6 separate regions of the Mus musculus genome follow, and all the other regions are linked to region 1. Evidence: chromatin contacts called from public promoter capture Hi-C data. All regions are on one chromosome and are shown on one strand. The core of a region is the stretch at or near the end of the contact, and the rest is flanking DNA. Distances in the headings are between cores, read along the strand shown.

Evidence for each region. Promoter capture Hi-C pulls out the DNA fragments that hold promoters and counts their contacts.
Region 2: a contact with region 1 is called in a promoter capture Hi-C map of pre-B cells. A contact is called at or near these places in 18 of 39 promoter capture datasets (the 3T3-L1 cell line, 3T3-L1-derived adipocytes, the C10 cell line and 13 more), 5 of 130 datasets of targeted methods (bone marrow-derived macrophages, large pre-B cells, pancreatic cancer cells and 2 more) and 2 of 9 other capture datasets (adipose tissue and liver).
Region 3: a contact with region 1 is called in a promoter capture Hi-C map of liver, with 3 times the contacts expected there. A contact is called at or near these places in 5 of 39 promoter capture datasets (cranial neural crest, hippocampal neurons, liver and 1 more), 1 of 130 datasets of targeted methods (pancreatic cancer cells) and 1 of 9 other capture datasets (adipose tissue).
Region 4: a promoter capture Hi-C map of embryonic stem cells shows a contact between it and region 1, with 4 times the contacts expected there. A contact is called at or near these places in 21 of 39 promoter capture datasets (the 3T3-L1 cell line, 3T3-L1-derived adipocytes, the C10 cell line and 11 more), 3 of 484 Hi-C or Micro-C datasets (the G1E-ER4 cell line, embryonic stem cells and stem cell-derived cardiac mesoderm), 17 of 130 datasets of targeted methods (the 230-238 cell line, the NIH/3T3 cell line, astrocytes and 12 more) and 3 of 9 other capture datasets (adipose tissue, embryonic stem cells and macrophages).
Region 5: a contact with region 1 is called in a promoter capture Hi-C map of liver, with 6 times the contacts expected there. A contact is called at or near these places in 5 of 39 promoter capture datasets (the 3T3-L1 cell line, hippocampal neurons, liver and 1 more) and 1 of 130 datasets of targeted methods (pancreatic cancer cells).
Region 6: a contact with region 1 is called in a promoter capture Hi-C map of pre-B cells, with 7 times the contacts expected there. A contact is called at or near these places in 17 of 39 promoter capture datasets (the 3T3-L1 cell line, the C10 cell line, the HPC-7 cell line and 9 more), 2 of 484 Hi-C or Micro-C datasets (B cells and bone marrow-derived macrophages), 12 of 130 datasets of targeted methods (the NIH/3T3 cell line, T-cell acute lymphoblastic leukemia, embryonic limb bud and 5 more) and 2 of 9 other capture datasets (embryonic stem cells and pancreatic islet).

Annotation. Positions count from the first base shown.
Region 1 is chr19:9,897,164-9,901,678 of GRCm38.p6, reverse strand. Incenp (inner centromere protein) reads left to right here and starts at 2,190. Exons shown (of 19, transcript NM_001369356.1): 1 at 2,190-2,340. Gm50340 (predicted gene, 50340) reads right to left here and starts at 2,001. Exons shown (of 3, transcript NR_168101.1): 1 at 1,659-2,001; 2 at 602-811.
Region 2 is chr19:8,769,069-8,773,583 of GRCm38.p6, reverse strand. Tmem223 (transmembrane protein 223) reads right to left here and starts at 2,588. Exons shown (of 2, transcript NM_025791.1): 1 at 2,269-2,588; 2 at 1,109-1,536. The coding sequence starts at 2,575. The coding sequence ends at 1,244. Nxf1 (nuclear RNA export factor 1) reads right to left here. Exons shown (of 21, transcript NM_016813.2): 19 at 4,401-4,515; 20 at 3,264-3,324; 21 at 2,674-3,010. The coding sequence ends at 2,972. It overlaps Tmem179b (transmembrane protein 179B), which reads left to right. Exons shown (of 5, transcript NM_026325.3): 2 at 1-79; 3 at 160-294; 4 at 478-556; 5 at 750-1,062. The coding sequence ends at 911.
Region 3 is chr19:10,972,600-10,977,114 of GRCm38.p6, reverse strand. Ms4a10 (membrane-spanning 4-domains, subfamily A, member 10) reads left to right here and starts at 2,415. Exons shown (of 9, transcript NM_023529.3): 1 at 2,415-2,496.
Region 4 is chr19:8,837,268-8,841,782 of GRCm38.p6, reverse strand. It overlaps Gng3 (guanine nucleotide binding protein (G protein), gamma 3), which reads left to right and starts at 2,537. Exons shown (of 3, transcript NM_010316.3): 1 at 2,537-2,792; 2 at 3,130-3,229; 3 at 3,512-4,515. The coding sequence starts at 3,131. The coding sequence ends at 3,640. Bscl2 (Berardinelli-Seip congenital lipodystrophy 2 (seipin)) reads right to left here and starts at 4,316. Exons shown (of 12, transcript NM_001136064.3): 1 at 3,919-4,316; 2 at 1,999-2,207; 3 at 359-675. The coding sequence starts at 2,073.
Region 5 is chr19:10,946,580-10,951,094 of GRCm38.p6, reverse strand. It overlaps Ccdc86 (coiled-coil domain containing 86), which reads left to right and starts at 1,829. Exons shown (of 4, transcript NM_023731.3): 1 at 1,829-2,817. The coding sequence starts at 1,862.
Region 6 is chr19:8,886,718-8,891,232 of GRCm38.p6, reverse strand. 1810009A15Rik (RIKEN cDNA 1810009A15 gene) reads right to left here and starts at 2,350. Exons shown (of 4, transcript NM_025463.3): 1 at 2,269-2,350; 2 at 1,985-2,109; 3 at 1,133-1,230; 4 at 474-822. The coding sequence starts at 2,307. The coding sequence ends at 713. It overlaps Lbhd1 (LBH domain containing 1), which reads right to left. Exons shown (of 6, transcript NM_001286103.1): 3 at 3,983-4,198; 4 at 1,985-2,109; 5 at 1,133-1,230; 6 at 474-822. The coding sequence ends at 792. 5730408K05Rik (RIKEN cDNA 5730408K05 gene) reads left to right here and starts at 2,463. Exons shown (of 1, transcript NR_027866.1): 1 at 2,463-2,846. It overlaps Snora57 (small nucleolar RNA, H/ACA box 57), which reads left to right and starts at 2,548; the gene lies at 2,548-2,697. It also overlaps Mir5136.

The sequences.
Region 1 (4,515 bases), core at 941-3,440:
CACAAATCCAGCCATAAACTGATGGACCAGCCTGACTTCGTTTTAAGATTAGAAGCCACTTAACTGGTGTTGAATGCCTTTAATCCCAGCACTTGGGAGGCAAAGGCAGGTAGATCTCTGAGTTCAAGGCCAGCCTGGTCTACAGAGTAACTTCTAGGACAGCCAAGGATTCACAGAGAAACTGTGTCAGAGACTGCCCTCTCCTGCCCCCAAACTAAGTTCATTCCTGATTTCTGTAAAAATTGGGCTTGACTATGTCTTGACCCATTTTTTGGAATTTGACATATTCCACACCCTATATACCCTGACCTCCACTCCATGATAAGATCCTCTGAAAATCCCCCAACCCTTGAAACCTTCCTAGTCTTGCAGCTATATAAATCCCACCTTCTCTTGTATTTGATGCTGTTCTTTCAAACCCTACTTTAGGGAGACAGTCCTGTATGATAGAAAATAAAGCTTGCTTAATTCAATTACAGAATTTGGGTAATGGTCTTTACTCTCTTTTGGTGGTGTCTTAGTTAGGGTTTTATTGCTGTGAACAGACACCATGAGCAAGGCAAGTCTTATAAAAAGCAACATTTAATTGGGGCTGGCTTACAGGTTCAGTGGTTCAGTCCATTATCATCAAGGTGAGAGCACAGCAGCATCCAGGCAGGCATGGCACAGGCAGAGCTGAGCCTTCTATGTCTTCATCCAAAGGCTGCTAGTGGAAGATTGACTTCCAGGCACCAAGGGTGAGAGTGTTAAGTCCACACCCACAGTGACACACCTACTCCAACTAGGTCACACCTCCAAATGGCGCCACTCCCTAGACCAAGAATATACAAACCATTACAGGTGGGATCAACAAAACCCTACAATGGTGTCTGCCTGCAAGGTATGTTGGGGCAATAGTGGCACAAACCTGTGGCAGTAACCAACCAATATCTGATTTGACCTAAGGCCCACTCCACAAGATCGAATCCTGCTTGGGTGAACAACAATCTGAGACAAGATAGCTCAGGGACCTAGGGTTAAACTAAATACTACTGTTCTACTAAAGGAACATAGCAATAAAATGACTCCTAGTGATTGACATTCTGCTACACTCAGATCATTGCCTTGCTCAGCCATCATCAGAGAAGCTTCCTCCTGAAGCAGATAGGAACAAATACAGAGACTCACAGCCAGACAGAGTTTGCACAGCTCTGCATCAGGTTCTTGCATATATGTTATGGCTTCCAGTGCTTTTATGGAATTCCCGAGTGTTCGAACAAGTGGGTCTCTGGTCTTTGTGCCTTCTCTTGGGGCTTTTTTTCTTTGTTTCATCCAATTCAGATATGATAGGTTTTGTATTATCTTATGTTTTACATCTTAGTTTATTATTATCCCTTAGAAGTCTGTTTTGAAAGGGAGTGGATACAGATGGAAGGGGAGGTTAGAACTGGGAGGAGCAGAGGGAGGGGAACTGTATCAGGATATAGTATGTGAGTAAAGAAATCTATTTTCAATAAAAGGAAAAACAATTTAAAAATAAATAAAACCCCTCTGTTTAATCTGTCCAGGGACATTTGTAGTTTCGCCCACCTCTTGGCTACTGAGAATGATTCTATAAAGAAGGTGGAGGTGTTTTATTTTACAGGTGGTGGTGACACACCTTCAACTCAAGACTTTACCTTTATATGTGGCCAGAAAAATTCTCCGTTGTATGTGGCGTCCAATCTGGAGGGTACTTAGCAAACACTTCCGGGTGACAATCGGAGGTCTAAGGAAACATTCTGTAACTATATGCCTGACTGCTCTTGGAGGGAAGGCTCTGTGAGATTTGCAATGTGTTTCTTTTTACTACTGCAAAGTAGCAGAGCTGTCATTCCGAACGCAGAAGCATTCCGGACTTGAAACGAACCAAGCGGCTGGCTCGAAGATAAATAGGCATCCTCCCCAACCAAGCCTGCCTTCGCAGTGCACGCAGGGACTTGTAATTCGTCGCAACCACTTCCTCGCCGGGTAGATTGCCGCAGCTTCCGGAAGTTGGGGCGTGTTAAAAGCGTCAACGTTCTTCTCCCCGCCTCCTAGTCCCACAGATTGACAGCACTAACAGCCAGCAGATAAGCGGACTCGTGCGTCCTGTTACGTGATTGGTTTGGAGTTTTGTAACCGCCCAGACAAACTTAAGGGGAATTGGTTGAGCCACAATTTTGAAAATCGTAGATTCGCCCGCGCTCTTCGCCCGGTAGGTCCTCGCCTGCGGCGAGCTCGCGGTACTGGGAGTCCAGCCGGTCCGGCGTGGCGGGAAGCTTAATCTGCGGAAGCCGCGGACTGGAAAAGGAGTGGTCCGGGAAGACGCGGCGCCGCCGGGTGAGTGAGAACGGGCGTCGGGAGTCGCAGGGTCGCGGTGTTCGGCCACTGGTCCCGGCCTCTTCGCTTCCCAGGATGGGCCAGGGGAGTCACTTTCGCCTATGGGTTGCTTATGGGTGTGGGGATCACTTCCAATGGTTCTAGGCTTGGAGATGAACTTCGAGGCCCTGCACTTGAGTCCTGGGATCCGAGAATGGTCAGTCCTCTTCCCCGCACGCCGGGCCTAACACCTGTGCAGAGCCTGGGCTGCTCTGTAAACCCGGACTTGAGTCTTTTTATGGCAACGGCTGCTCAGCTTCGTCCCAGCTGAGCAGCATTTAAAAACTGACCCAGCTCCGGAGACCGCCCTGCTACTTATTTTGTCATCCCCGCAAGCGTAGGCTCTTGTCAGCGGCGCAGTTCCCTCCAGCTTCCTGCTGCCAAGCGTTGGGATTGTGTCATTCTGAGCTTGAAACTATTGTCCTGGAGGCCTGTGGCTAGTGGTTAAAAAACATTTTAAATCCAGGCTCCGCCCTCCGATTTTCTTGGTGACTTTGACCTAGATTTGTATGTGCATGGGTATCTTGGAGTATGTGGCAAAAAGGAATTGAGAGGTTTCTTGGCATGGAGTAGGACTCTTGAGTGGAAGAGCAGTTTTAGCGATCGATCTTCCTGCTTGGAGGGGTGTGTGTGGGGAGAAATGCTTAGTTCATTTCCTGCACCCCCAGAGGAGATGGCAATTGCTAATCTGCTGAATGGCACAGAAATAGTATTTGTGGAGAGGAAGTGACCTTCCTTCTCCCATGGTAGGGTTTGTTTATTTCGTGGACTGAAGGTGAAGTTACCCAGGAGTCTGATTCTTGTTACACCTCCTCCTTTCCTCAGAGTCACCTTTTCTAACTTTTCAGCGAGGGCTTGCTAGAAAGCACATTTCCCCATGGAAGAAGAAGTGTGGTATTGGACTTGGTGAAAGAAGCGCTCACTCCGATTGTAGCATGAGCAGACATTTTGTAAAATTTCCCATTTGTTACTTTCTTATAGCTCCTCTGCAAGTCTTTGGAGTCCTTGTGCAGTTTTCTCTTCTCTTTGCTGGCCTTGAACTGATGAGGCCTTGGACTTGGCTAGGGCTGTTTTCTGGTGCAGGGGGATAGGGAGACTCAGTGGAGAGGCCATGCTGATGAGTAGCTGGCTGCACAGTTAATGCTTTTTCCTAAAGGCTCAGTGCCCCTATCCATTCGGTTTTGCCCCAGTTAGTGCTGCCTTTGGCCGTTAGGTCAGGGTGTGTTTTGGCCTGTTCTAACATGTGCCTACTGAGTTGCTCACTGAGTGTCCCAGTGTGTGATGGTGAGACAACCTTTAGGATTAGTTGATGGATGAATGAATTCATTCCACAAGTGCCAGACTCTTTTGTTGCTGAGGAAGGCACAAGGCTTACCCTCAGAGAGCAGGTTAGTGGGTAGAGGCCAGCAGTAGGCAAACATAAACAATCACTCATTTGCTGTGCACATAGCTGGAATCTGTGTGTGAGATCTTGGCTTGGATTGGAGGTCTGATCCTCCTTAAGGAGCTGAAAGCTAAGTGAAGAAGCTGTACAAAACAGGAGACAGAGTTCCTAGAGGCCAGAACTTGTTTGAAGGGCAAAAGGGTAGTGTGCCTCATACATCAGGCTGAAGAACTTCAAGGAAGAACCTAGAGGCCACAGTATATGATGGCATTATGTTCCAAGAGGATCAGTAATATAGCCCTTTCTTCCCTGACCTTTTTCTGTAGCTGAGAGGCTGAAGTGTGTATGCATGCTTCTTGCTTTTGAAAGTGTAAGTCATGGTGGGAACTTCCTGTCCTTATATAAGGTGGGATCCGATATATTAGTGCTCATAGCTGCCACCCACTCTTGATCTTTCATGTGTTTACCACTTGGGGTACTGCTTATCGGGGGCCCTGATATGACAGTATCAGAATCCTCCCACTTAGTGTAGGACCTTTGTTAGGATTATATAGTCAGGTCGTACGGCAGATATCCAAGCTCCCAGCTTTTTAAGGCAGTGGGTAAACTGGCACTGCATTGTCTTTTGCCTGGTATTGACAGCCAGGTCTTCCTGAAAGCAGCACATTGCATGCGCACTCACTTCGCTCTCCCTCATCCATTCATAGGACATTTTGGCTTTAGGGAGGGTTTCAGAGGTCTCTTTGGAGAAC
Region 2 (4,515 bases), core at 1,339-3,838, 1.1 Mb after region 1:
CTTCAGGCATCTTGGCACTCTACTGCCTTCTGCTTCTCTTCTTCTGGGTCTACAGCAGCTGCATCGAAGACTCCCACAGGTGATTGCCCTACTGATGACAAAGGGCCGAGGTTGAGATGAGTCCCACCTCGGCCACCAAGCTTGTTTTCTCTTTCTCAGAGGTTCTATAGGGCTCCGAATTGCTTTGGCCATCTCAGCTACAGCCATCTTCCTGATCTTAGTGTCTGCCTGTATACTTCGATTTGGCACCAATTCTTTCTGCAATTCCATCATCTCCTTGAACCTTACAATTAGGTAACGGGAGAGGGAGGGAAGCCTGACAGGGACTGTCCTTCTGTAGGGGACATGTCAGTCATTTAAGTTCCTACTTTATCCCCTTCCTCTGGCCCTTATCTCTGAGGACACAGATGTGCTTAGAGCATGTCCGTCTCCTCCCCGCCCCTTCTCACAACTTGTTTCTTTAACCTTGTTTCACAGCTGCTCTGAAGCCCAGAAAACCTCATGGACACCTTCAGGAACTGCTGTGCAGTTTTACTCCAACCTACATACTGCTGAAGTGAGACACAGGGATACGCTAAGATTAAGCAACTGTAGCTTAAGCGTGTTCACCATGTAATATGTGCTTGGCTGTACTTCATTCACAAGCTCAAAGTAGCTATGGGGCTTGTCACCTTAGTCTGATCAATGTTGTGTGGGTAGGACTGGATTGGAGCCGGCTTCCCACCTCATACTCCTGTTCTCTTTCACAGACCTCTTCTTGGGTGAATCTGATATTGTGGTGTCTGGCTTTGCTGCTCCAGGCCATGCAGTGCAAGTTTAAAGCCACATCATACCAGCCCCAAGAGAGGGGTGACCAAGAGTGGAGCTCTGAGACAGATGCTCTTGTTGGGCACCACCAGTCTCACTCCTGAAGAATACTCAAGTGCTTTCTACAACCAGAACCTCCATGCCCCAGTGCTTTTAATCCTCTTGTCTCTGTACAGCCCTGTTTATATTAGAAACCTCAGTTTTCTCCTTAAACTTTTTTGTACCAAAATAATATATTACTTTTCTTCATCATGGCATGGATTTCTTGATGTTAAATAGATGAGAGAGAGGACAGAATGATGGCTTAAGTAGGCATGTATCAAGCCTTTTGGAAGAGATTTATTGGCTGTTAGTGAATTCTGGGCACCTTTTTATTGTCCTGGTAGTCTCCTCATCCCTAAGGGTTTTGCATCGTCTGAGAAGGGTAAGCCATTTTTCACAGGCTCCGGTAGGCACCCACAGTGTTATCAAAGAGTTGAGTGTTGGGAAAGTGTCCAGCTTTGTCCAAAAGGAAGTAGAAGCGCCGGCCTTTGACTTTCAGAGGCAGCATAGCAGGAACTTCACCTCTGTGAGCCATGCAGGAAATCTGGTTCAAGGGAACTGTGAAACAGGTACCCAAGCCAAAGGGGGCATAGGTGGTCAATGTCACCTGCTGCCCTCCTGCAAGGAGCATGACAGACCGCACAGATCGGAGTGAGTAGAGGAGACCAGCACCAAGGACCAAGACTCCTGCAGGGAGGCAAAGTGGGGTAAAAGGTTATACAGACACCCCCACCCCCACCCCTTAGAGTCAAATTACTGTAATGGAAGTAACAGTTTTGAGCAATTACACTCTAAAACTCTAAAAGGTTCCTAAATCCTTTTTTTTTTTTTTTTTTTTAAGAAAGGTAGCTAGGCAGTGGTGGTGCACGCAATCACTAGGGAGGCAGAAACAGTTGAATCTCTGACCCAGCCTGGTCTACAGAGTGAGTTCCAGGGCAGCCAGAGCTGAGAAACCGTGTCTTGAAAAAACAGACAGGGTCTATTATTCCATGCTGGCTGCAAGCTTGCTATATGTTCAATAACTTTTAATTTGTGATCTTCTGTCCAAATCCAGATTACATCTGGATGCCATCATATATGTTAGGCAGTGTTGGGTTCTAAACCCTAGACCTCATGCATACTAGGCAAGCAGTCTTAGAAACCAAACTGAGCCACGTCCCCCACCCCATCGACATTTTTATAGATAGCCAGCTCTATTGTTAAACGGAGAAAATGCATTTGTGGCTTCAAAAACCTGCTCGTGGCTAGTATGAGGGGCAGATCTTGGCCTACTGTATGCAGGGTGAGGGTGCAAGGCATTCAGGGACTTTATTACACCGCACCCATATCGTGTGTCCCACTTACTTTTTTGGAAGCCCCTTTTTGCTAAGTGAGCGTTGTGCTCACAGCCCCACAGCAATCTGGAGCCCAAGCGCTTACCCATCGTGCCGCAACCAACAGCCAGCCCGTAGCGCCAGAGTGCGGAGCGCAGGTCCTGGTAGCTCCGGTTCGGAGCCTCCGCAGGTACTCGGCTCAGAGGTCTGGACAAGGCTGCAACAGCCAGGGAGGTCCAGAAGATGCCCTGACCCGCACAAAACAGTCCAAGGATGGCAAAGAAGCGGCCCCGCTCGTGCCGGAAGAGCAGCACATCCCGTGGGACGCCATTTTGCAAATACCGGGGCACATTTTGGGACCGCAGCACAGACAAAAGGTGGCTGACATTCCGCAGCGGCACAGACGCCACCATGGCGGCGCACTTCCGTCTCCGGGGCGGGACTTCCTATCACGGCGAACTTGCCCACCCCTCCTGCATTGAGGGAAACAAGCCAGTAATGGGACACAAACTACAATATCACTCTTTATCTTAAAAAGTAAAGGGAATCCTGGGGTTAAGTACACAGAGCACCTAAGTCCTTCGGGTAGTTTAGTGTCAGCTCTACAAAGTAAGCTTTGGCTTCCTGGCACCATGAGGCTCAATCTTCCGGAAGTCTTCTCTAAGTCTTCCAGAAGGTAGGTGAGGAGGATGAAGCAGCCCTTCCTCCTCAGTCACAGTTACAGGGTGGCCTCGGGCTGGACAGGAGACGGCAGATGACAGCCAGACAATATTATCCAGGGGCTATTTACAAGGGGACTTTTCTTGTGATCATTTCATAAACGCTACTTCTGGAATCTCTCCCTTGGCCTGCAGAAAGATAAAATGTAAGTAGAACCAGGCACCTCTCTCCCACCTTCCCTGCCCAGCTACTGTAGACTCCCTGGCTGTCCTGGCATTCTCTATGTAGACCAGGCTAGCCTCAAACTCAGAGATCTGGCTCCCTCCTTCCTCCCAAATGCTGGATTAAAAGGCAAGTATCACCACACCCAGCCTTCATCTGACCCTTGTTAAAGGCTCAAGAGATCCATTTTTAGCAATAAAAAAAATTCCCATACTTTACCTTGAGAAGAGTGAAGGCCTGAGCAGATCTGGTGTAGTCCCAGTTATTGTCTTGAAGGCACCTAGAGTATGATTAAAATAGGAAGCCACATAAGAACCAAAATGCAGTCAGTCACCAAAATCCAACCTATAGAAAAAGTCACCAATGTTTTTCATTAAGTTTACACAGGGTCACACCACTTGTACAAATGAAACATAAAATGTTTACCAAAAACAACCAACGTGTAGTTTTACACTGGTAGGGAAGGATTTACACGGTTTAAAAACTATGTTCCAGCTGGGCAAGGCTTTTAATCCTATCACTCTGGAGAAGCTGAAGCAGGGAGGTATCTGTTTGAGGTAAACCTGGACTACAAAGTGACTTCCAAGCAGCGAAGGCACAAGTGAGACCCTGACTCAAATATAGAACCATATATAAAAAGACTTTGGTACTAGGTATGCACCTATAGTTCTAGCTCCCTTGGAATGCTCAGGCTCACTGGAATCTAGGACTTGGTAAGGAGTTGAGCCGGGTGTGGTGGCACATGCCTTTAATCCCAGCACTCGGGAGGCAGAGGCAGGGGGATTTCTGAGTTCGAGGCCAGCCTGGTCTACAGAGTGAGTTCCAGGACAGCCAGAGCTATACAGAGAAACCCTGTCTCGAAAAAACAAAAAACAAAACAAACAAAAGCCAAAGATGGCGTGGTGGCACACACCTTTAATCCCGGCAGGCGGATCTCTGAGTTCGAGGCCAGCCTGGTTTACAAAGTGAGTTCCAGGACAGCCAGGGAAAACAGAGAAACTGTCTCAAAAAAAACCCAACCAACCAACAACAAAACTTGGCAGCCAGGTCTGCTGGCTCATGCCTTTAATGCCTTCAAGGCCAGACAAGAGTACATAGTAAGACCGTGTTTGAAAAGGGCTCAGTGGCAGCGACTGTGCAGCATATGTGAAGTCTAGGTCTAATCTGTAATTCCAATTGGGGAAGAGGGGAGCCACAGGTAGCTAGGAAGGGGACAGAAAACCAAATCTTCATTTGTGCTTTAAATATTTAAAAATAACCTATGCAGAATTCTTAGTAGGAATCTTTTTATCAAAGCACTATATAATTCACTGTCAGGCCATCCCCTTGTTCCTCCTATCTATGATCAGCACTCACTTCTGAGACCACTCAAGGTTCATGCCAGACTGGGTAGAAAATGCTTGCAACATTTCCTGCTGTTCTGGGGAAAGCGTGGGTACTGGACTGGAGGAAGGTGTGGGTGCAGACATGG
Region 3 (4,515 bases), core at 1,166-3,665, 1.1 Mb before region 1:
TAGTGGCTCACAACCATCCGTAATGAGATCTGATGCCCTCTTCTGGTGCATCTGAAGACAGTTACAGTGTACTTAGATATAATAATAAATAAATCTTTTTTTAAAAAATCTGAGAGAAAACCTAGTCTAAATAATGGCAGATATTTCTTCAATAATTTCTGTTGGAGAACCCTAGCTTGCCTAACCTCAGAGAGTTCTGTTTTTACATAGGATGAAGCATCGATCTATTATCAAATACCCAAGGATCCTAACTTTAATAAAGGAGAGAGATTTATTTACCTCGCTGTTCTGGAGATTGAAGGTCAAACGTTCACGTACAGTGGTGAGTCTGTCCTCCAGGCAGAGTCTAAAGGTGGCACAAAGCATTGCTCAACAAAAGGCAGGAAAATCATGCATGCGAATCTGATTCTTCTCTGTTTCTGATAAAGTACTAGGATTCATTTATGCCCTCATCCCCATAGCCTTCTAATCCTAATCACACCCCAAGGCTACCTACCCCTCAGTTTTCATCAGGTTGAGTTTCTGACTGATGACAAACAGGGTGGCACTTCAGTGCGAGAACTATAGGGGGCGCTCTCACTACTCCCAGGGGCTCTTACTTAGCTCCCTATTTGGTCATTCCACAGTTGTTGACTATACTTAATAATCAAAGGTGGGTGGGGCAAGGAAACAAATTCTTGGCCTTATTCCCACAATGAGTCAGTTCTGCTCAGAGCAGGTGGGAAGCTTTTTAAAAAGCTCGACTCTTATTTATTTCTTTAAACATCACTAGCTCTGCCTGCTTTTAATCATCACACAAATGAAATTATATAGTATGTGTGTATCTTTGTGTCTGACTCTTTTGACTGAATGAAATGTTAGAGATTTATCTGTAACATCTTATATTTTTATTTTATTATTTTCAATACTATAAACCTTTTGTTTTATTCTATCAGTTTAATTGATTTACCTGTTGATGGATAACCAGGTTAATTCCATTTTGGAGCATCGTCAATAACACTAACTTTAGTGTGTGCACGTGCCTCTGTGTGTGTGCACGTGCCTCTGTGTGTGTACACGTGGTCTCACACACACACACACACACACACACACACACACACACACACACACAGTAAGAAGACTGGAGAGACAGCTCAGCAGTAGTTAAGCGTACTGGCTGCTCTTCCAGAGGACCAAGGTTTGATTCCTCCCGAGCACCCACTTGCCACATGGCAGTTACAATTGTCAGTAGCTCTAGCTCAAAGGGATCTGACACCCTCTTCTGGCCTCTGAGAGTGCCAGGCACGCATGTGGTGCACAGACATGCATACAAACAAAAACAATTATACATATTAAATAATAAAATCGTTTTTTAAAAAAGAAAGAAAAGTAAGATAGAGAATAATACACACAAATAAACCAACATACACATATATACATACAAATTTACCTAACTGCATATGCTGCATACACTTTAATATGTATATTAAATATTAACAATTAAATGTGTATTCTCCGTCTTTAAAAACCAGAGGAAAAAGATAGAAAAAGCACAGTAGTTATCTAGTTCTGCATGAGACAGACTGGACAGCTTGAAGTTACACATTCTCATCTCACCATGTCCATGGTCAAGATCCAAACATGCCTTAGATATAAGTTCTCTGTAAGTCACATGCGCTGCAAGCTTGGTGGTGGCTGGACTTCACTCTCAATCAGGGCTTCCTGTTACTTGTGGTCACGTGACCATACCTTTTAAGACAAACACTACCATGCTTACACAGATGACAATACATCTGTCTGGCTTACCACCAGAGACCAAAGTCAAGCAAGAACTTAGGATGACCATGGCTGGTTTGAGGAGGGACACAAGGCCCAGGGCAGGGTCATTGTAACCACTATTGTGGATACTTTAACTTTCAAAAAATTAAAAGATTCTTTGAGGGGCCAGAAAGGTGTCTCAGAAGCTAAAGTTACTGCACAACCTGACAATATCCGTTCAGACCTCAGCACTGTGGAAAGGTGGAAAGAAGGAATCAATTTCACAAAGTCCTCTGACCTACACACACTCACACAGACACACAGACAGACACACAGACACACATCAATCACACACTCATATCAGCCACCCACATCAACACACACACACACAAATAAAAATTTGAGAATTTTAATAATCAACTCATTCAAATGCTGCCTTCACCAACTTGACAATGAACTGCTCCATGAACTGAAATGTCATCACTGCAACATTAACTGTCTCAGCTGTTAAAGGGAGACATAAGGAAGGAGACTCAGATCTTCACCTGCCCAGGTTTGGAAGCAGATGGTTTTGAAGGATCTAGTCCAGACATGCATCTCTGATTAGCTGGGAGTGTGAGCAAGGGGTGGGTCCCAGAAAGAAAAGAATCCAAAGTCTAAAGCCATAAAGATGTTCTGATTTCCACCTCTGGCTCTGTGCTGAGGCAGCTCTGGATGGTCAGGCACAGCTGAAGCCTACAACAGAGTTCCCGGGGCCAGGTGAGTACCCCCTCTCCACAGCAGAAACAAACAAGGGAGGGTCATCAGGGCCTCAAGTGGGGTTCAGTCTTAACACAAGAGATCAGCCTCTTGTGCTCGTCAGTCAGTAGCTGCAAGCTGGTGGTGAGTGGCTGAAACTTGACCCCCCCAGAAGTGAACAGGAACTGTTTATCAAGCAATGTCCACAACAGCTGGAGAACAAATGTTCCATGCTATGAAGTCCTGGGAAGTGGGGTTACTACGGGCCTCTCTCCAGGAAGGAGTCTGCTACCAGGAGCCCAGCCCACTACCCAGGATCAGTTGGTGATTCTGAGAGCTAAGAGGAATGACACCCCGTCCCTTCTAACCCTGGAACCTTGAGCACACAGAGAGACAGATTTGAAAAAGCAAAGCAAGGAAGACACTTGGGAAATTCCACCCTCTTTTTCCCATATCTTCCCTTTACACCAAGTGCCCAGCCCTGAGACCTCGAGAAAGTTTACTTTGCAAATGCCAGGGCCCCTTCTGACCTAACATAACTGAAAACCCAATCTTCTAAGGGTGGCTGCCAGCAGCCACTCTGTCACACTGACTCCATACCTCTCGGTACCTGCCTTTCTCTGCCTAACATGCCCATACATACATCTACATATATGTACATATATGTGCACATATTATATACACATACACACGTATGTGTAAACACACACTACACTACCCTCTCTGCTCTCTTGACTTCTTCTGCACTGTCTGCTTAGGGTCACATTCCCATCAAGATTTTCTCAACCTTCTAACCCAGACCTCCCATGGACAGATCTTATCCATTCTAGACATTCCCTGGCAACCAGCTCATTGCTCTGCAGACAAAATCCTGAAGGGCAGTCCTGTGTGCTCCCAGATAACTGTCTCCACACACTCTCCTCGACACAACCTTCCCAGCTATCAGGATCCCATAGCTGATTTCCTCCTTGCTCTGAGCAGGAGTCAGATAGAAGCAATGAACTCCCCATCCTGGAGATTAGAATGGGACCTCTCTTAACAGAAAACCAGACAGAGGTCAGGTGAGATTCAGGCTGTAGGGCAGGTATCATTGGCTTTTATTACTAAATTCTAACCTCTGGCCCTGGCCCAATTAATCTTTGCAGCCCACCCTCAGGCAAGCACTAGTGTTCCTGTGTATCCATAGAAACAGACTTAGACACTGAGATGCAGGAGCAGAGCCAGGGCTAGGCCTGGCCTGTCTGCTTGGAAGATTCATGTTCTGGCCCACTAAAAGGTTACAGAATCCTCCTAGCTCTGTCTCTGCCTCCCACAGGCTAAGGAAACGGGAGAGATTTGCAGAAAGTCTGAGGCTGAGTATAAATCACCAAGACCCTACGGTTCCTTAAGACACCAGACAGCTGGGTCTGTGGCTCCTCTAGCTGAGGAGCCTGGGAGAGAAGACCAAAAAATTCTCCCTCTGCCCCTCCCATCCTGCCAGTCTACCTTCACCCCAGGGCAGTCTGCCCAGTCCTGAAGATAAGGTGGGCAAGGTAACAGGGCACAAGCATTCTATGGGTTTATTACTAAAAGATGGACTCCAGGGAAAACCTAAGCCCAGGAGAGGAAGTTTGAGGAGGGAGAAAGACTGCACTATTGAGGAGGCTAGCCACCTGGTGTAGTGGTTTGAATAAGAATGGGCCTCGATAGCTTCATACATTTGAATGCTTAGTCACCAGAGAGTGACTAACAAAAGCCAATGATACTATTTGAAAGGATTAGAAGGATTAGGAGGTGTAGTTTTGTTGGAGGAAGAGTGTCCCTGGAGGTGGACTTTGAGGTTTCAAAAGCCCATTCCAGGTCTAGCCCCACCCCCACTCAGCCTCCGTAAAGCTCTCAGCTCTTTCACCAGAGTCACGCCAGCTGACATGCTCCCTGCTGTGATGATAATGAACTAAAACTCTGAAACTGTAAGCAAAAGCAAGCCCCCAATCAAATGCTTTTGTTTATAAGTTACCTTGGTCATGGTGCCTCTTCCCCTCTTCATGGTAATTAAGATAG
Region 4 (4,515 bases), core at 1,288-3,787, 1.1 Mb after region 1:
GTCTTTTTTTTTTTTTTAGACCCCTTTGAGACAAGTTCTCAACCTGTCTTCCAGGCTGGCCTGGAACTCATGCTAATTCTCCCAACTCAGCCTCCCCAGACTGGTATTACACACGTGACCAGGCTCTTTTTCTCAGTTCTTAACCACAATTTCCAGCAGAGGCAGACCTAGAACCCTAAAGCCCTACCAGCCCAGACCTGCTCAAGCCTTGGCTCAGGAGGGCAGAAGTCCTGATAGCACACTAGAATAAGATTTCACCCTCGGTCAATACTGGGATTCAACAGAGGAGAGACTCCACAAGTCCCTGAAGTAATTTTCAAGTTAAGATCCATCTACTTGAATGGAGCAGCCTTCTCACCTGTAGTGGAAGTGCACAGGGCTGAGGTGGCTGACCGTCGGCATGTAGGAGTAGTAGAAGGAGCCATAGAGGAACACAGACACCCAAAGCAAAAGAAGGATGGTGCAGAAGAGCACCCCAAACTGCAGCATCAGCCTGCGGGCACGGCCTGCCAAGACGTGGCCCACTTCCTGGGCCCACAGTAAGGCGGGGACTGGTGGGTCATTGACCATGATGGGGACAGCAGGGGGTCTGGCCCCAGCCTCAGGCTTTGAGTTCCTGGCTGGTCTTCCACAGGGACGATACCCTTGGCCATGGGATAGGGCAGCTGAAGGTTCCTGGAGAAAGAGAAGGGAAAAGACAGTTTCTTTTCCAGGGTAGCTGGAGACAAAAAAGCTTATTCAACTGGCTTTGAAAACTAGAGGTAGCAGGGCAAAGCAAAGTCATTGCTTCACATGCGCTTCTCTTCCAATTACTCCTTCACCTCCCTCCACTGAGTGTGCTTCCAGCCTCTTCCTCCAGTTTCGGGAGCCTGGGACAAACCTCCTTGATACATTCACAGAAGTATAACGTACAGAGAACGAGGCCTTTAAATCTCTCTCGAAACCCAGATGACATGGATCCAAAATGCCAGAGGTTTGCAAGGAGGTGAGTGACTTGCCTAAGGTTGCACAGCCGGCCAGTCTGGCTCAAAGCCAGCAGCCTTAGAGCAGTCAAAATTGCCTCCCAAGAGTTTCTTTCCTCTGCCTGGACCTGTGCTCGCTCACGGAGGAAGTGACCCCTACCCCCGCACAGCACCCTGTGGCCGACGCTGCGGCGCCCACCCCTGGGGTAATGCGGTGTACACCAGATCGCCACCGCGGCGAGGCAGACTCACCGGCCTCTCGCTGCCCAGGCAATATACAGAAGGCAGTTCCGGCTGCCGAGGAAGCCCCGCCCAACTGTCAATCGCCTACAGGGGCTGAGCCTTGCATAGAGGGCAGAGCCTGTAAAATGCTTTGCTCCCCAGTGTCTCTGCCCATTACACTTTAGTTAAGTGACCAAAGGACCCATTATAATCTCCAACGCAGTCTGGGACTCCTTGGTCCTCCTTTCCAGGCCTCAACCACAACCCTCTGCCCATACCTTTACCACCTGTCTTTTCAGTGTGATTGAATGGAGGTGTGAAATAAATGCTGATTTTGTTTTGTTTTGTTTTGTTTGTTTGTTTTTTGTAAATTCAGTAGAGTTCCTTGGGCCTGTAGGAGTCCAACTGGAGCTCAGAGAGCCTTGCACCCTGCCAGAATCTGAATCTTGTGTGTTGTGTGCGCAGATGGTGCCGTCCGCTAGTCAAGCGTGGCGGCATTTCAACCCCTTTCAGTCTCCAGTTTTTATGCTGCGTGATTGACCTTCTGTGACCCACGTGATGCAGCCAACCTCAAAATCCCTACAAAAAACCATGAGACTAGATTTCTGATGGTGGCATCGTCTGGATAACGTCCTCCAGGAGGCAAGGCCAATGCACATCTTTTTGAATAGTAGTAATCCACTCAAATTACATGAAAAATTTCCAATCGATTCCCTATTTCCCCAGTGCCAACTCTTGCCACCCTACTCCCCACTCCGAGAAGCCCACCTGTGTTCACAACATTCACACTAACTCTCGTGGCAAGGTGCCTTACCTCGTCTTTGTCTGATCCTTTGATCTGGTCTCTGCATGTCTCTCTTGCCCCAGCTTCTCTTCTTTGATGTATCATTTCTTTAGCTATCTTCCTGATGGGTTACCTCTGGGTCTCCCAGCTCGCGTCACTCACGTGGTAGAAAGTGGTGATCTAGAAGCTGATCACCTGTAGAGTGTTACATTTTCCTAGCTCTGAAGAACGGTGGGTCACTGAAAGAAACCAAGATTCAGGTGCTAAGTGCTGTGTCAGGGTGGGGGTGGGGGTGGGGGAGCAGCAGCCCAGCTGATGTCAGACTTTCAAATGAGCAGGGTCTTCCGCAGTGGGGACAGACTCTAATGCAGGGGCTGTCACAGGCCCAGACCACCCCATTTGAGAGGGGAGCCTGCTTCTGCCTCAGGCCCTTTGGGGAGCTATCTAGTTTAGACTAAGGACTTGTACAATGGCAGGGGCAGGTAGTGAGAGAGCAGCAGTGAGGGTGTGCACAGGGGATGCAAACAGCAGACTGACTCCCCCACTGTCCAGGCAGTTGGTATGCGCCAGAATCAGCAGCTCCTTCTAGCATCCTTCATCCTTCAGGTACCAGCCATCTGGGCAGAACTTAAGCTGTGGAGACTGAGACCACCCCTCCAAGGATCTCGTCTGAGCATCTCTAGTGACCTTCTCTGCATTAACTGTCAGTGCTACGGATATTTTTAGCTCCAAGTCCTGGCAGGGTGGGGCACCTATCTGAGGCAGGGTTTGGTGCCCCCTCCCCACTGACCCTACATCCCTGGCTGCCGCTGCTGTTACTTCAGGTGAGTAGAAAGCAGCTTTTTTTCTCTTCAGGGCTTGAGGGGGGACAGGTGGCTGATGTGATTTCATCAGGGTGGGGCTCTTTCTGACTGAGGCTTTCATTGCTGGTAACATATTTGGCTCAAAGACTTAAAATCCTTAAATCGTTTGTATAATTTGATGACCAGGACCCAGGGGTTAGGAGAATATTTCATTTTATCTTCTCCATTCTCCCTACTTAAAAAAAAAAAAAAAAAAGAAAGAAAAAAAAACCTGGGATGGCCACTGGAGAATGGGGGCACAATCCCAGGTGTGTGGTTGTGAAGAGCTGAGTGTTTCAGCTGACTGTCTTTACTCCAGGATGAAAGGGGAGACCCCCGTTAACAGCACTATGAGTATTGGTCAAGCACGCAAGATGGTGGAACAGCTTAAGATTGAGGCCAGCTTGTGCCGGATAAAGGTGGGTGCGACCCTGGCTCCCATCAGCCCTTCAGGGCTCAGCTGTGGGTTTGCAATACCCTCCCCTCCCCCCTCCCCCCAAGAAAAGATGCTTCTTTTCTTGACACCCTGAGGTCAGTGGCAGAAACTGGGCTTTGTCAGCAAAGTTGTTCCCGAGGACTGGCGTTGGGGGAGAGGGCTGTCTCAAAGGGCACTAGAAACAAAAAGATAGTCTATTGGAGAAGAGAACTGCAGTCCCTTTCAGGAATTCTGGTTAATGTATCCCTTCCTGGCTGGGTTCCAGGTGTCCAAGGCAGCAGCAGACCTGATGACATACTGTGATGCCCACGCTTGTGAGGACCCCCTCATCACTCCTGTGCCCACTTCCGAGAACCCCTTCCGGGAGAAGAAGTTCTTCTGTGCGCTCCTCTGAAGAGCGGTGGACCTCCTCTGAACTCATCGCCCCCTCCCAGACCCGCCCTTAGATTGGAAATTGTAGTAGATCACTTCTACCCGCATTTACCCGGAGATTATTTGAAGCACAAGGCCCTCCTTACCCATGTCTACCCCATCTCCTCACCCTTTCAGGCTAACTCCAAGCACCTTCTACTCTATCTATAAAGGGACCCCGCTAAACTGCCAAAATCCTGCCTGTTTCCCTCGGTGATCCATCCGTTCAGGCAATGGAGAGGGGGATGCCCGGGTGCTCACCTGGAGCTATGAAAGGTAAAGGCATTTGAAGAATAAAGTCATTCAGAGCCTCAGAGGACAACGTCTGTGTTAGCGTTCTTGGGAAAGAGGATCCTTAATCGATACACTTGCCATATCCAGGGAACAGGGCCAGTCGAGCCCGTTAGACATTGTAAGGATTGGAGATCGCAAAGTATAAGGTGCCCGAGCGCCCCCAGTGGGGGGTTGTTAAAACGAGCGCTCAGAAGCCGCGGAGCATTCACACGAGCGCGCAACGTAAGCGGCGAGAACCACACAAGGGCGAGCAGGGTGGGTTTCCGCAGGCCCAGGGACAGCAGCCCCGGGGGGAGGTGGCCCGAGAGGCCGTGGGGCGGGACAGGGCGACTCGGCGCGGCAGCCAATGCCCAAGATGGCGGCTGCCTGTTCGTACCCGCATGGAGGCACGCGCCGAGGGTGCTCTTAAAATGGCGGTCCCCAGCGTTCCCAATAGGGAACGATCCCTTATGCGATCCTCTGGTCTTAAAATGGCTGCCCCTGCCCTCTCAAAGTCAGAGTCAGGTTCTCTGTCCCATAGAATCTGGAACTAGACATGCTTTGGAGACCAATCACGGGGAGTGG
Region 5 (4,515 bases), core at 580-3,079, 1.0 Mb before region 1:
AGTTATGCTCTCTGATCAACATTTGTCAACATTTGAGAATGATCCCTCCAGGCAGTGGTAAGAGCCAGGAAGGGGGCTGGGTGGCAGCCTGGAGCAGGAGTGCAGGAAGGCATATAATCTCCTCCAGAGCCCTATGTCAAGCAGGGGCAGGAATTTAAGCAACCAAACAGAACCTACTCCTCTGAGAACTGAGAGGCTGAGATTTGGTGCCTAACTACAACTCCTTAGCTCCCCTTAAATCAGGAACATGCGGGCTCTGAGCCCATACCGGGGAGATATACCATACCAGACATACCAGCCCATACCAGACATATAATTACAGCACACGAGTGCTACAGTTTCTAGTGACATGTAGAAGCTGTACTATTCCCTACCCCTAAGAATGGACTCAGGTTGACTCCATGTGTGGCAGTGCCTAGGGAGTGTGTCCAAGAATTGTGCTTTCTACCTTGCTCACAGGAACGTTTCTCTGGGTCTTCATCTTCCCTGCCTCCTCCTGGATCAGCAAGTAACCATCCCGGCAGAGATGAAGGTTTTAATTGTTTTGTTTTGTTTTGTTTTGTTTTGTTTTGTTTTGTTTTTCGAGACAGGGTTTCTCTGTGTAGCCCTGGCTGTCCTGGAACTCACTCTGTAGACCAGGCTGGCCTCGATCTCAGAAATCTGCCTGCCTCTGCCTCCCAAGTGCTGGGATTAAAGGCTTTCGACACTGCATCTCTTAGCCTATCAGCCAATCAATCAGACAGAGGACTCCAAAGAAATGAAAATTTCCCCAGAATTCTCATGCTGGGAGAAGAAAAAGGTACCAGCCAGAGGGGAAACTTGTCTCCTGGAAAAAGATTTCAGAGTTCTAAAAGCTTGTCAGACCACCTTACAGGATGAGACTAAAACCCAGATAATAATGGGCCAATGGTGGGCAGAGTCATACCTTGGTAAGGACTACTCAGATGTATTTATCCTTGGCCCTCTATCTAAATTTTTTATCTAAATTTAGAACCCTGAGGTCAAATTTGGGTGATTCACAGAATCTCTTTGCCCCTCTTTCTAGTATGACTACATTGAATAAATCTCCTTTTTCTAAAGATTTCCAGTTTTTAATGTGTCTCTTTCAATTGGCTTATTGAGGATAAGGTAGCTAGACCTGACTTCGGGCACAGGTTGTGAACCCCCAACATTGACAACAAGCAGTCAAGGTTTTCTGGGCCACAGACCTGACACTTTGCTGATTAACTGAAACTGTTCAAAGATGAGAACCACCTATTGCATACTTGGGCCCACTAGTAGAGAAGAGGAAGTGAAAAGAATGGGAACGTTTGAGACAACTCAAAAACTGAAGATTTCCCACTCAGGAAGACCACCAGGACCTTCCCCTTTGTTACACAGCGCAAAGCTACTGTGCTACAAAAGATAAAAGAAAAGGCGATGTTTGCGGGCCCAGCAGTTCCAGAACAAGTTAGCGCGCTGATTCGGCTCTGCCTACAAACTCCCTCCGCCTTTTTCCAACCTCTTCTCTCAAGAAAAAAAAAATTATTTTTATATGTGTGTGTGTGTGTGTGTGTGTGTGTGTGTGTGTGTGTGTGTGTGTGTATGTATAATATACCCCCACCCCATCCCCTTGCAAGAACTCGCAGTTTGCAAAAAACGCATCGCAGAAACCAAGCAACTAAACTCTGTAACTGAGCTCATGCACAACACGCATGCGTCTACTAAGCCCAGCCTCCCGGGACCGACTTCATCCCCGGCTCCGCCTACCCACGGGTCTCTCTACCGCAAGTGCGCTTCCTGCCCGGTACGGAAATGGACGAGTCTGACGTCATATGAAGGCGCCGACAGTTCCGAAGGCTACAGAGGCTACACGTGAGCCATGGATACGCCGCTGAGGCGCAGCCGGCGGCTGGAAGGCCTAAAACCTCTGTCTCCAGAAAACCTTCCTGTCCCCGAAGTCTCTCGGGCGAAACGGGCTCTTGTAGATTTCAAGTCGAACTCAGAAGAAACAGGAGAGCTCAAGTCTACGAGAGTTCCACCACTGAGCCTTCCGTCTCCCGGACCTCAGCCGGAGACGAGCCCCGGATCGCCCTGTCCACCACTGAGCCTTCCGTCTCCCGGACCTCAGCCGGAGACGAGCCCCGGATCGCCCTGTCCACCACTGAGCCTTCCGTCTCCCGGACCTCAGCCGGAGACGAGCCCCGGATCGCCCTGTCCACCACTGAGCCTTCCGTCTCCCGGACCTCAGCCAGAGACGAGCCCCGGATCGCCCTGTCCACCACTGAGCCTTCCGTCTCCCGGACCTCAGCCAGAGGCGAGCCCCGGATCACCCGGTCCTAGACAGGATGCAGACGATGGGTCCCCACAAAGGCAGCCAGAGCCTCACCCCGGGTCCCTTCAACCTCATCAAGATCTGGGCCTGGAGTCACCTGCAGGACAGACAGAGTCGAGCCCGGAATCCCCGCAACGAGAGCAGCCATCCAAATTACCTCCCCCACAGGGAGAACTGGACTCTGAGGCGGCCCACGCTAAAGAGGAGGTGATCCCAGGATCCCCCGAGCCTTGCCCGGGCCAGCAAGCACCGGGTCCCGAGCCCTCTCAGCCAGCACAGGAGCTGACGGTCCAGGCACCTAGCTCCCCAGAGCGCCAGTTGGAGCCAGGCAAGCTGCCTCCGGCGGGAGAGACAGTAACAGAAAGTCTCAACCTAAAGAAGCGAGTTATAGCCTCTCCCCAGGCCCCAGCGTCCAAGAAATTGAAAGAGAAGGAGGAGCTTCCTGTAATTCCGAAAGGGAAGCCCAAATCCGGGCGTGTGTGGAAAGACCGCTCCAAGAAGAGGTAAAGTGGGGGTAGCATGGGTGATGTGTTGGGTTCTTAGTACATTTGGACCTTGCCTTCGCCTGAATGCAATCCAAGGGTTGTAAAGAGTTCACCCGAATGAAATTAACAAACACGATCATAATGTCAAAATGCCCTAAGGTCGGGGAGGGAGATAGATCCTCAAAGATCATTTCTTTAATGTCTGCCCTAGACGGTGTTCTTTTGAGCTTTCTTCCCATCCTTTTTTTATTATGAGGCAGGGTCTCACTGTATAGCACTGGCTGTCCTGAAATTCAGAGATACACCTGCTTCTGCTTCCCTAGTGCTGGGTTTATAGACGTGCCACCTTTACCTTGTCCGCCACATCTCGTGTGGCAGGCAGAGCAAGAAAGGCGGCCATTATATGAACATAGTGAGGTCCTTTCCACTGTTGTCTGCTAGCTGTTGTCTTTGATAAAAAATGTATCATGGGACACTGGTTATGTATCACGGTAAGGATGGCCAAAGAGAGAGGCTTTCATAGCCAGCAGCACATGTAATCATCTACCCTTTGGAGCAGGTGTTACTAGGATTGGTGTTGTACATCTGAGGAAGCCAAGGCTCAAGGAGGCTAACTGAGACACGGGATGGGAGCATAGGTTTGATTGCAAAGCGTGTGAGTGAACCCGTTAACCTGCTTCTGGTGGCCAGCTTCCCTTGGGTTCCAGCCTTCTTAAGACATGAGGTCTTCCCTGTCCCTTCAGTGCTGGGGCATGGGAGTGCTCAGTTTAGATTTCTCAGTAAAGGAATGAGGAAGGAGGCTCATGTGGAAAGGACATTGTTTAGGCAGCAGGGGAAGAGAAGTGGCATTCAGTTGAAATGTCCACTGTTGTGACATGGATGGAGACAGTGTCTGTGACAATGTCTGGAGACATTGTGACAGTGTCTGGAGAAGGAGAAGTAGGGTTCAGTTGAAGTGTCAGCTACTGGCCAGAGACAAGAACTCGTAAGAGTAAGGGAGCAGGGCATCAGAGATTTTAAGAAAATGACGTTGAATAAGGGTGGACCGTGCGAGGCTCCGTGCAGGCTCTTTACAGAAGTCATTTTGTTATACTCTTAAATCCTAAGCGCAGGGGATAACCCCTCCCGCAAGCACACCCCATTAAACAGAGGAAAGTGAGGCTTAAAGAGAAAGGCACCAAGCGGAGAAACTTTGAAGCTGTTCCTTTTCCCTGTCCGAGCAAACCACAATACAGGCCACTGATGGCCACGGGTGACCAGCCAGACGGGCTCGCACACAGAAGGGCGCGGTGGCTGAGAGGCTTCCTTGCACAGGCTCGCATAGGCAGTGAGTAATGGGCTCGGAGCCTGTCTTCCATCTCCAGTAACTAGTGCTGAACATCAACTCTGCCTCAGTACTGCAGTCACGAGCCACATTTTTAAGAGTAGAAAGGAAGTCCACAAGGCACCACTGCTCTGTGTTTAGGAAGCTGGGTCTTGAGCCAGCTGGCGAACTTGGCAGGAGAGGAGCATGTTTGTATCACTATTGAACCTTACAGTGGGAAGGGGACAGAAACAGGATGCCTATGGATAAGCCTGGTGCCAGGTTCCAAACTGTGTGTGCCAGACTCCTAGGAAGGAAGCAGGTGGCTCAGAAAGGCCGTATTGACCTTTGTCTGGTCAGCAACAGACTGCCCAGCATGCACCAAGCCTTTAGACACAGGGTTGGCTTGAGCT
Region 6 (4,515 bases), core at 1,101-3,600, 1.0 Mb after region 1:
AGAAATGCAGAATTGGAAGTGTTTAGAAAGATGGGGGGGAGGGCACTGAAGAAGCTAACCAGTTTCATTTTGAGATAGGGTCTTACAGCTGGGCAGTGGTGGCGCACACCTTTAATCCCAGCACTCGGGAGGAAGAGGCAGGCAGATTTCTGAAGTTCGAGGCCAGCCTGGTCTACAGAGAGTTCCAGGACAGCCAGGGCTACACAGAGAAACCCTGTCTCGAAAAACCAAAAACTAAAAAAAAAGAAAAAAAAAAGAAAAAAAAAGATAGGGTCTTATAAAGCCCTGGAACTCAATGTGAGGCCTTGAACAGAGATCTGCCTGCCTCTCTGCCTGGCAAATGTTGGGATTAAAGGCATGCGCCACCATGCCTTCACTTTGTAGCTTCTTGTCGCCTTTGTTGCACAATGTGTCCTTCTTCTGAAGTGTCTCCACCCACACGCAAAGGCCTTTCTACATGGCTCATCCCTGCTGCACTTCATCCCACACGGTGAACGCACTAAAGCTTTATTACAAAAGGAGTTGACTGCTAGAGGTGGCCCTCCAGTCTTTCTCTGTGTCCTCTTCGGTCCCAATATACACCTCCAGGGGAGGTCAGGGTCCGCTGTAGAAGAGGTGTCTAGGAAAGTGAAATATGCTAATATTTTTTCCAAAGTTCCTCCAAATCTTTCTCAGTGCTGTTGACCATCTTCTGGTAGAAGAGGCAGGGATTTTAGCTCTTATCTTCAAGATCCTCCATAGCTACGTCCTGGGGAGCTTTTATCTTCTTTTGTTGCTTGGGCTGTGGCTGACTAGTCCTGGTTGACTTGGAGGGGGCTTCCACTGAACAAAAGGAAAGGAAAAAGAAAGCATTAAAGATAAAACCCAGGGGCTGGTGAGATGGCTCAGTGGTTAAGAGCGCCGACTGCTCTTCCAAAGGTCCTGAGTTCAAATCCCAACAACCATATGCTGGCTCACAACCATCCATAACAAAAATCTGATGCCCTCTTCTGGAGTGTCTGAAGACAGCTACAGTGCACACACTGTAAATAAATAAATAAATAAATAAATCCTAAAAAAAAAAAAAAAAAAAAGATAAAACCCAGGTAAAATCCAGACTTCTTGTTGTGTAGCCTCTGTGCCCAAGACTTACCTTCCATGGCTGCTTTTTCTTTCTGGGCAAGTCGGATCTGCTGCAAGAGTTTCCTGCGCTTCTTCCCAGACAGCGTGATGTTGGCACGAGCACTGGACCTGAGTGACAGGAAACAAAAAATATCCAGGTTCATTTGTACCAAACTGAGCCTCAAAAATGACCCCAGCTAAGAAAAGGTCTCACTCTGTAGACCAGGCTAGCCAACAGGCAACCTTTCTGTCTTAGTCTCCTGGCACTGGAATTTAAATGGGAGCATCATTGCCCAGTTTTTGTTTTATAAGGTCTCTGCATTCAAATTACTGAATGGGCTCTGGTGTCCTCAGGGAACTCTTTAACACTTAAGACTTTTTAACAATTTGACTTCAATATGTACCTCAATAGTATTAAGTCAGTAAGTTCTGAGTTCGAGGCCAGCCTGGTCTACAGGGTGAGTTCCAGGACAGCCAGGGCGACACAAAGAAACCCTGTCTTGAAAAAAAAAAAAAAAAAAAAATCCAGTGAGCAGCTGGGGGGTGGTGGGGGTGGTGAAGGACTTTAATCCCAGAACTTGGGAGGCAGAGGTAAGTGGATCTCTTAGTTAGAGGCCAGCCTGGTCAACACAGAAAGTTCCAGAACAGCCAGAGCTACAGAGAAACCCTGCTTGAAAACCCGAGACAAAACAATCAACAACAGCATCAGAATCCTGTGAGCAATGATACCATAAGAGGCTAGTAGTTTGGAAACTAACATAACTCTCAACTAGTTGCTGCATAAACGTGAAAGAGAACAAGAAATTTGGAGACCTCTGGGATGCTCTGAAACCTGGTAGGAAGTGGGTAGGAATGTCCAACCGGAGGATAATACTGTACGTACGCCCGCTTCTTGAGGTGGTGCTTCGTAGTCAGCCCTTCGTCTATCACAGCCCCGACCACCTGGCGTTTCCGTCGCCGATCCCTGCTTAATACCCTGCGGCGCTTGAACAACTTCTTCTTCAGCTCCTGCGGAAGAAAAAGATGCGCATGTAAGGTTCTGCACACCCACCCGGGATCCTCCGCACCTAACAACCCCAGCCCCTAACTAATCCTGTTTCCAAAGAGGAAAATGCCGGGAAGCAAAGGGAAACAAAGACGCAGTTCCCACTCCCACAGTTCAGTCACCGTCCGGGGACGATTGATCTTTCCTCCCGGAGGTGCCATGGCTACACTCCGCGGCTCATTCCAAAAGCCGCACTTCCGCTCCGCTCACAGGTTCCGCCACACGCAAAAGACCCCGCCCTCTGATGCCTCCGAACCAATCGCAGCTTGGAGGCGGGCACCAGGGGTATATAAGGTTGTTCCGCGCGTTGCGGGGCCTTTCCAAGGGTGGTTTTCACGTGAGTCTTGATTTTGTCTTTATATGCGAGGGAACTACTGGGAACTGGGCCTGACTTTGTAGATCCTCCTTTTCTTGGCGGGGACCGGGCGTGCGGTCCCGCTCCCCGTAATGTACGGAGGTAGAAGAAAGGGCTCTGGCCCTCTCGGCGTTATGTCTTCGGTGCTTGCGGCTTCCCGTTCGCGGGTTCTATCCTCAGACGCCGGAACACTTAACCGTGCAGAAATGTAGCTAGGTCCCGCAGTCCCCTCTGGGTTACTCAACGCTTTTTATTTTATTTTAGGTCGACATTGACGCTCCCGGAGTGATGGTTAACATTTTCTTTGCTGTTTATTATTGAATCAATAAAGTCTGTGAACCCTAAGGACCCTGTGTTCGCTACCTTTTTTTTCTGCGACTCGTAATTTGCAAATCTTTAGGACCGAAAGCACATGTTGGGAGTGATAGTGACTATTCACTAAAGATCTCTGGTCGATCTTGTGGGGGGACTTAATAAGCTAAATCTCAACCAGGATGTAAATCTTTATGAGTATAGAAAGTGCGCTCCTAAAGGCATGGGAATCAAACCTGTAGTTATGGTAAAAAGCCTAGCGTAATGGTGCGCACGTGTAATCAGCAGAACTAACCTGGGGTAGCATGCACCCTTATCTTCAAGCTTCCTGGCATTTAAACTGGCGGTAGGCACAGCTTTCTCACTAAGATATTGGAAGTAAAACTAGGATCTCAATCCTCCACAGGCATGCCCTGTGGATGTTCTCGGGGTGGACTTGTCTCCGTGCTGGGACCTACATAAACAGCCTTATACAAGGAGGCCATTGCCATTCCCAGTGCAGAATCTGGGAGCCCTAGCATCCTTAGGTTCCTCACAGCTCTCCAGGGATAATTGTTGCTAAGCGAGATTTGCCTGAGGATTCAAGGACCCTCCTTTTCAGCTGCCCTACTAGAAGTAAGAAAAAAAAAATCCAATGGCTGGACTGGGTATAAAAATTAAGCCCTAAACCGGGCAATGGTGGCCCACACATTTAATCCCAGCACTTGGCAGGCAGTGACAGGCAGATTTCTGAGTTCAAGGCCGGCCTGGTCTACAGCGTGAGTTCCAGGACAGCCAGGGTGATACAGAGAAACCTTGTCTCGAAAGACCAAAGAATAAAAGTTAAGGCCTTATAAGACATTCAGTTAAATCTCAAAAGATTTCTGAGAGTTTCCATTCTGCTTTTGTTGGTCAAACATAGAGTTGGAATTTTGCCATTGTATGAATAGCTAGTAATTGAGAGTGTTTTCCTGGTTTGCACAATTTGTGTCCTGGTTCATAAACCTGGAGCCTGAGGGTAATACTGGGTTACCAGGTGGGGAGACCTGACATCATTACTGGCTGGGCTCAATCTGAACTGCAGAGCTGGTGTGAATTGTGTGTCCTGCAGCTTAGAGTAAGCCAAAGAGCTTTGAAAACAATAATAATGGAGATGAAATTGGAGGAAAAAAAAAAACACCAATACTTACCCCCAAAAGTACTGAGAGGTGGGAAATGGGGATATTCCATAAATCGTGTTCTATAGATGCAGGACCCTGTTGGGTCCCAAAGAGGACAGAGATTGGGAGTTTCCTGACCCTCTGTATCTTCAGGAATCCAGAAGGCATCTTGTTCTTGACCCCAGCCAAGTCCAGGGTTTATTGTTCTTAAAGGAGATGTGGGATCCTGTGGGATCCAGGCCCAACCTGGGAGAAGAGTAAATATTCTTGATATGCTGTGTCTTTAATTGATTTGAGACAAGGTCTCTCCATGTAGCCTTGGCTGGTCTTTAACATGTAACAGGACAAGCTGGCTACCATGCCTGACCCAGATAAATAAAGATTTAGTTGTTTTAGTGTGCATAAATGTTTGCCATATGCATGTCTGGTACATGAGGATGTTAGAAGAAATCTGATCCCCTAGACCTGGAGCTACAGATGCTTGTGAACTACCACAAGAGTTCTAGAAAACAAATCTAGGCCCCTCTGCAAAGGTAGCAAGTTCTCTTAGAACTGCTGAGCCT